2 separate regions of the Astyanax mexicanus genome follow, and region 1 is linked to region 2. The links are chromatin contacts, called in public Hi-C maps. All regions are on one chromosome and are shown on one strand. Each heading gives the region's core, a stretch centred on a gene start, on an enhancer-like site or on the middle of the called end of the contact. The rest is flanking DNA. Distances are from core to core; before and after follow the strand shown.

Region 1 (3,925 bases), core at 502-3,001, 190 kb before region 2:
TCCCCACTTCTATATATCCTTTGTAACACCCTTACAGACAATGACAACTCCTACATTATAAATGCCTTACTAAAACAATTATAACTCCCAACTTCATAAATGCTTTATCAACAATGTCAAGGAATCTAATTTAGGGCTCCTTTTACAAAAAGGTATGTGTCTTATAATTACACTCTCTTTATAACACCTTTATTAACAATTATAATACCACAAACCCCTTACAAAAACAACTGGAATTGGAAGTCACACTTTCATAAATGTCTTATTAAGAGTAAGACTCATTTTTAATACTTTATAAACAATTATAGCTTCCGCCGTTTGTAAATGTAGTGGAACAGAGGGTGTGTGATTTTGCAGCTGAAAGACTGTTAGTGAGAGCGGTGTGGGTTGAGCTCAGCGTCCGCAGGGGGAGACGGACCGACACACAGCTGGTTCTCTTCTGTTCTCTTTTTTACGCTTTAAAAAAATGATACAGAAAAGAAGAGAAAACATCCAATGCAGCTCCGCTCTCCCTCTCTCTCTCTCTCTCCTCTCACACAACAACACACTGATACCGTGGTACAGGTCAGACTGTGTGTTAAAGTGCTGTTAAAGCTTTATGATTATAATCCACTTTTCACTGTGTGAACAGAACAGGTTCACCTAACCGGTTTATTTCAGATTACAATTTAACAACAGAGGCTTCTTCGGCAGAGGCAGTGGGTTTATGTAGAAACATGAAAACTGAAGGAACCATTTAGATTCTGGATTCTTTGCACTATTTTAAATGGTTCTATACAGAACCAAAAGGGGTTCATTTCTCATTACTAGTCAAACAACTGCAGAGAACACTGTTTGCTTTGAGATTCATATTGAAATCAATATGAATAATCCAGTGTGAATCTGATTCACTCCAAATGATTCATATCTCTATACGACCAGTGAAGATTATGTAATATGACATACGGCTAATTAATTATTTATTTTATTTTTTTCTTTGAAATAAAACTGAAGAAAACTGAAGTTATTAAAAAAAAATCAGATTTAGAAAATATGGTTTGAAAACTGATGAAAAATGGATTTTTGTATTTTATAATTTAACAGGAGTACATTTAAATAACTCATGAAGATGGTGTAAACCCAATTCACACTAATGTATTGTAATATTTTAAAGATGAATTCTCTAGAGTCTCTACAAAAATAATAATTCACACAAAAATAAGAAATAATTGTGTACAGCAAAAGTGAAATATCTATATGCTATAAATGCACTATTTGTACATATTAAAAGTGTGTAAATCAGATTGATTCTAAATGACTTACCATTTGATTTAATCAACAGATCTCTGGTTTCTACTCAGAGAAGCTACAATATTCAATAATACAGTGTATATAATAACAGTATATAATTACAGTATATAATATAAGGGAAAAAAAATTATATTATATAAAGCAGTATGTCTATGGTTCTCCCTGATTCAGCTTCACTTCTACAGTATCTAGAACCTGCAATAGACATGAGAACACTGCTGACATGCAGTTATAACAGGTCACTGACATCCAGGTTAAGGAAGAGAAAGATATAATTATAATATATACTAAATTGTAAGCACACACATACACTTTGTACATGTGTACAGAGATGCCTGTGCAGACACACACACACACACACACACACTCCTCTACACACACTCTCCCACACTCTGGTTCCTAAGACAACGCTGACGACAGCTGGTGGAGCCGCAGCCATTTTCTCTTTTCCCCCAAAGTTTTGGGACGCGGCCAAAACCTCACCTCCACCCGCCTGTCAATCACAGTCCGTCGCCATGGATACACACCTGAACCTCTGTGTGTGTGTGTGTGTGTGTGTGTGTGTGTGTGGGAACACACCCAGTTAGCGATGCTGGTTCTGATTCTGAGCTGGGTTCGGGTTTACTGATGCTGCTGTTGTTTACTGTCGTTGCTGTTGTTTATCGTTGTTGTTTATTTGTTTTCCTCGGTGCCCTCTTTAACCTTCTGTACACGGCTGTCAAGCCACACCATCAGAGAGGGAGAGAGAGAGAGAGAGAGAGAGAGAGAGAGAGAGAGAGAATCTGAGAAAGAGAATAAACAGAATGAGAGAAAGCAGAAGAGAGTAACTGAGAAATTAGCAATAATTGAGGATAAAAAAAAGAAAAAAGAAAGAAAGGAACAAAAGAGAATCAAAGTAAAATAGAAATAAAGAAAAAAACTAAGAAAAGGAGAAAGAATAAAATGAAAGACAGAAAAAGAAAGAAGAAATGGAAAAAAGTAACAAAACCCAACCAAAGAGTAAAAAGATGAAGAAAAAGTCAGCATCAGAAAGAAAAAAAAAAACGAATAAAGATCAAGGTCTAAAAGAAAAGGAAAAGAAAAAGGGATGAGGAACGGAATGCAGAGAGTGAGACAGATGAGATATAGAAAGAGACATAAGAAAAAAAGTGAAATAAAATACAGAAAGACAAAAAAGGAACAAATGAACAAAGGGAAAAGGAATAAAGAGATAAAGATCACAAAAAAGGCAAAAAAGAAAAAAATAATTAAAAAAAAGAGAGAGAAAAAAGAAAGTTAGAAAAATCCAGAGAAGAAGTAAAAAAAAGCACAAAATAAATAGAGAAGAATAGAAGAAAAAGAAAACATACAAAAGAGAGAGAGAGAATCAAGAACAATATTAGGTCAGTTTCCGGTGACTGCTCTCTTTCTTTTCTCTCTCTCTCTCTCTCTCTCTCCTCCTCTCTCAGTCTCTCTCTTTCTCTCTTTCCGTCTTCAGAAGCCTGGTCTGAAAATGTCATTGAGAGACACAGAACCGCGAGAACTCGTTCCTGCAGCAGTAAAGTGGCCTTGGCCTGGAGAAACCTGGACCCGGAGAAGACTGGCCAGATCCTTATTGAAGCCCATCACACACACACACACACACACACACACACACACACACACACACACTGACAGAGAGAATTGACTCCTGCGCTGTCCTACAGTCAGAGTAAAATCTGCAGTTCCACAGCCGGCCTGAAGGGGGAGCAGGAGCTCAGGATTTGGGATTTGGGAGCACACAGGAGATTAACGTCCCGACTGCGCCTTCTGGTAGCCTAACTTAATTTAATTAACGCTGTCTACTTTAAACAAACTTGGGCAGAGGAGAGAGAGAGAGATAGAGAGAGAGAGAGAGAGAGAGAGAGAGAGAGAGAGAGAGAGAGAGAGAGGAGGCTGAAAACAGACAAGTGATGCTTTCAGATTTTGGCGTGGGAAAGAAATCCGTCCATCCTACTCCAACGCTGTGCTGGCGTCTAAAACACCACAACAGTAAACAAGAATTTCCTACACTGTAAAAATACAGAACACTACAATAGTGAACACAATTCAGCCCAGATCACTATTGTAGACACTGTGACACACTTTAAGACATTATACTCTAACAGTGAACAGAAATGACAATATAGGGCCACAATTATAATTTCCTATTTTATAGTAAACAGACATTCCCCACAATCTGACACAATAGATCACTATTGTGGTAAGAAACATTATGGCCCCAATTATATTTACCCATACTGTAATACTATAAGACACTATCATTTAACCAATGTAACACATTTCCTCACCATATGACACTATAGAACACTTTTTATTGTGAACAGAAATTCTCTTTAACACTTTGACAATAAAGACCACTATTACAATGAAGACCATATTCACTAGTCCATACACTGACACTGCAGAGCACTTTTATAGTAAACACAAGTGAGGCCCTAATCACAGTGACATTAAACAATACTATAATAGTGAGCAGAAAATCACACACCACACAGCACTATTACACAGAACATAAAGACCCTAGTCACTATTCCCCACTCTGTAACACTACAATAGTGAAATGTAACAGGCCACAAATCACTTTACTCTACATTATGACACAATAGAGCACTAT
Region 2 (3,809 bases), core at 211-2,710:
GAATAGGTGAATCAATCTAATGAAATAATTAATAAGTGAATGAATGCAAAAGGTTTCATGGTGCAAACAGTTGGTTTGGTTCCGCGCCCTCGCGCTCTGGCTGAACTTGCAGAGTGCACGCACCTCTGGCCACCTAAATAAAATGTGCAAGAGTCAAGAGTGCTAAAGATATTTAGCATATAAAATGCATGCAGCAATGATGCAGCACGCGCCTGATGCGATGTGATTTGATTGTTACGTAAAGTTACGTATAGGCTTGCAGTATGTTGCAGTATTAAAATAAGAATAGCACACTACAACAAATAATCCCCTTAAAATAGTGCACTTCTGCACTAGCCTACTTGAGTATAATAAGCACGGGGTCAGGAGTCAGGATGCACAAGTGGATGCTGGGACTGATGGACGACGGTTTTGCATGGTCACCTCATCAAGGCAGGCCTCAGACGTAGCCTGGCACGCGCACTGGCACAGAGAGTGCATGCACCAACCTGATGCATCCTGGAAGGCCTGGAGGAAATGCATGCATACTTGTATGGAAGACTATGCAACTAAGCATATTATCAAATAATTAATTAGAAACAATAGTAAACAGTAGGTGCTAAATACTAATTAATGAAGCTAATTAATTAGTTAACACTAGTAAACAATACTAAACAATATAAAATGATAGTGAACAATAGTGATGATGTGCACCATGTCCCCAAACTCCTCCTACAACTCTGCACGAGCCCCAAGACTGGCACACATGACCCAGCTATGCGGCACAGAGCGCGTGCGTGCGTGTGTTTATGTATGTGTGTGTATACATATATGTGTGTGTGTTGCCAAGTAAGCAGCACTTCAGGACCTGCAGTGTCCAACTTTACCCTTTAGCTTAGCTTCAGTTCCAGCGTACAAAACCAGCGTGACCGCGAACACGGTCACGTTTTATCGTAAAACTGCTCTTCATTTAAAGTTATGACAGCTCGAGCTGCTCGTGACAGTGTTATTTAAAAGCACACACGCGCACACACTACACACACCAGCCAAAAAGCAAAAAAAAATACAGCACTTTTTACGCGCTCGCGCACGGTCTGTCTGCATGTGTATCTGGCGCGAGCTCGGAGCAGCTTCTGCGCAACACAGTTAGTTACCTTGGTCGGGAATGTCAGTCCACCCGCGCGCGCGGCAGCTCGGATGGGTCGTCACAAAGTATCGGTTCTTAGTGGCAGAATGAAGCACTTTCTTCTGAAGCTTCTCCTCCCCGCGCGCGCTTCAGCTAGGCAGCCAGCTAAAGATCTTTTGTCCGCGAGCGTCGTTAAAATCTGCATAAGTCTCGAGACGCGACGAAGTGTTCCGGCATGGCTGTTCCGCAGCGAAGGCGAAGATAAACATCCGTAAGAGGCGCACAGGAGTCCGGCTAGCGCGTCCCGGCCGCCGCGGTCCTCGGAGTTGGGGCTGAACCGGCTAGCTGGCCACTTTCCATAGCGGCGTGCTGGAGAGGCGCGCAGTGTTTTTTTCCCCACCTGTTTTCCGACAAGCCACGCCCACCTCTGCCCAGCATTGGCCAATACTTGCACTTGCAAGTTTTAAGGTTGATGAAAAATAATAATAATAATAAATTATCGTAAGATGAAGATGTTTGAATTGTTCGTAAAATATGATAATATTTGATCTTTATTTTGTCATGTATAAACATGATAAAATAATGTATTATATAATATGTATTTAAATAAATAAATAAATATATACACAGCTCTGGAAAAAAAATGAGATCACTTAAAAATGATGAGTTTCTTTGATTTTACCAAATAGAAAACCTATGGATTATAATCAAGAGGAAGATAGATGATCACAAGCCATCAAACCAAGCTGAACTGCTTGAATTTTTGTGCCAGGAGTGGCATAAAGTTATACAAAAGTATTGTCTAGGACTGGTGAAGGAGAACATGCCAAGAAGCATTGATTTCTGAACTCCAAAAACTTTATGAATATGAACTTATTTTTTTCTTTGCATTATTTAAGGTCTGAAAGCTCTGCATATTTTTTTATTTTAGCCATTTCTCATGTTCATTTTACTCAAACATATACCTATAAATAGCAAATTCAGACAAACTGATTCAGAAACTGGTGTATATTACTTAGTATATATATTAGTTTATTTATGTTTTGGACATAATGTGAACTGTCAACTTTATGTCCTTACTTTATTTTGGTTCGTGTTTAAGCGTATATAATTAAATTGAATAGATCAAATAAAAATAAAAAAGTAAGCCTAAAAAAAGTTTTAGTCCCGCCCAGTCTGCCTTCAGCCAATCAGAGATAAGAACTTAAGCCGCCACCAGGCAGAGCAATCCACTTATACTAAAGGAGGCTGGACGCGATTAGCCAATCAGATCCCAGCACACGCTGCACTCCGAGCCAACCCGTAAAGAGTAGCCTGGGAGCTGCTCACCAATATCAGCGAACAAGGCGGGACCTCAAGAGCCAATCCCACCGCAAACTGCCTGCCGCAACTAGCCAATCAGCGTGCACCAGGCGGGGCTCCATCCAAAACGGGTGGGAAGATAAAAAAATAATAAAGTCTCTTTAACATCCGGGACGCACTTCACCCTCCCAGCCCGGGTCACAGAGCGTGACGTTGTGATGTTTTGGGATTTTTCCCTACAGAATATAATAAAATAAATAAAAGTGCTTCATACACACTTTAAGTTCTGCATTCTGCTGAGGCGCCTTCTGAAATACTGCTCAGCTTAGGGAAAGTATTCAGGGCAGCTCAGATTGGGGATGTGCTTTCAGACTAAAAAAAAAAAAGCTGACAATCAGCTAATTATAATTCACAGTAATCATGTTTCCACTGCAACAAAGCCCTTTAACTAAAATATATGATTTGAATCACAGTAAGGTACAGCTTAAACAAGTACTAGTGCATCCCAAAAATTAGAATATCATTGAAAAGTAAGTTTATTTCAGTAATTTAGTTCAAAATGTGAAACTAGTGATCTATTTTAAGTGTTTATTTCGTTTATTGTTGATGATTGTGGCTTTCAGCCAATAAAAACCCAAAAATCAGTGTTTCAGAAAATGTTATAGTTATAAGAGCCATGTCATCTGCTGATGTTGTAAGATTGCACTGACTCTGGACTTGATATAACAGAGTGGTGTTATATCAAGTCCAAAGTCAGTGCAGTTTTTCCCAGACAATCTTATAGCACTTCATGCTTCCCTCTAGATCTGCTGACAACTTTTATGGAGATGCGGATTTCATTTTCCAGCAGGACTTGGCACACTGCCCACACTGCCAAAAGTACCAGTTGGTCTTTGATAATACTCTAATAATCTGAGACACTGATTTTTGGGTTTTCATTGGCTGTAAGCCTATATTTATTTTAAATAATAAAATAGAATAAATAGAAATAATCGCTTAAAATAGATCACTCTGTGTGTAATACATCTATGAAATGCACAAGTTTTACATTTTGAATTAAATTACTGTAATAAAGTAAGTTTTTAATGATATTCTATTTTTTTGGAGAAGCACCAATACTCAAACACAAAGCTGTGACTAAATGACTGACTGACTAAAATACAGGACTTAAACTCAAAGTAAGTTAATGTATTTTTTTTAAATCTTTCTGATTATAATTAAGTTCTCTAACCTACAGTAATCATATTTCTGGCTATAATTAAGTACTTTAACTTAAACAAATCATCGTTCTGCCTATAAAAAAGTACTATAACGTAGATAATTGTTTTTTATAAGAATGTATAGATTTTCTTGAAATGATCATGACTTTTGACTATAGTTACGTACTTTTAAAAATGAAATG

Evidence for each region. Hi-C and Micro-C count contacts between places; a contact is called where the count stands out from the background.
Region 1: a contact with region 2 is called in a Hi-C map of muscle, with 7 times the contacts expected there. The contact joins the enhancer-like site here to the promoter of LOC103029501 in region 2. A contact is called at or near these places in 2 of 3 Hi-C or Micro-C datasets (both in muscle).

What each region holds. Positions count from the first base shown.
Region 1 is chr17:31,676,132-31,680,056 of AstMex3_surface, reverse strand. The region is part of intron 8 of LOC103029501 (transcription factor 4); the gene reads right to left. Among protein-coding and RNA genes, the nearest start is that of LOC103022577, 100 kb to the left of the region's middle. Within about 2 kb of position 1,751, the one cell type or tissue checked has an H3K27ac peak away from gene starts, as active enhancers do.
Region 2 is chr17:31,489,424-31,493,232 of AstMex3_surface, reverse strand. It overlaps LOC103029501 (transcription factor 4), which reads right to left and starts at 1,460. Exons shown (of 20, transcript XM_022676294.2): 1 at 1,134-1,460.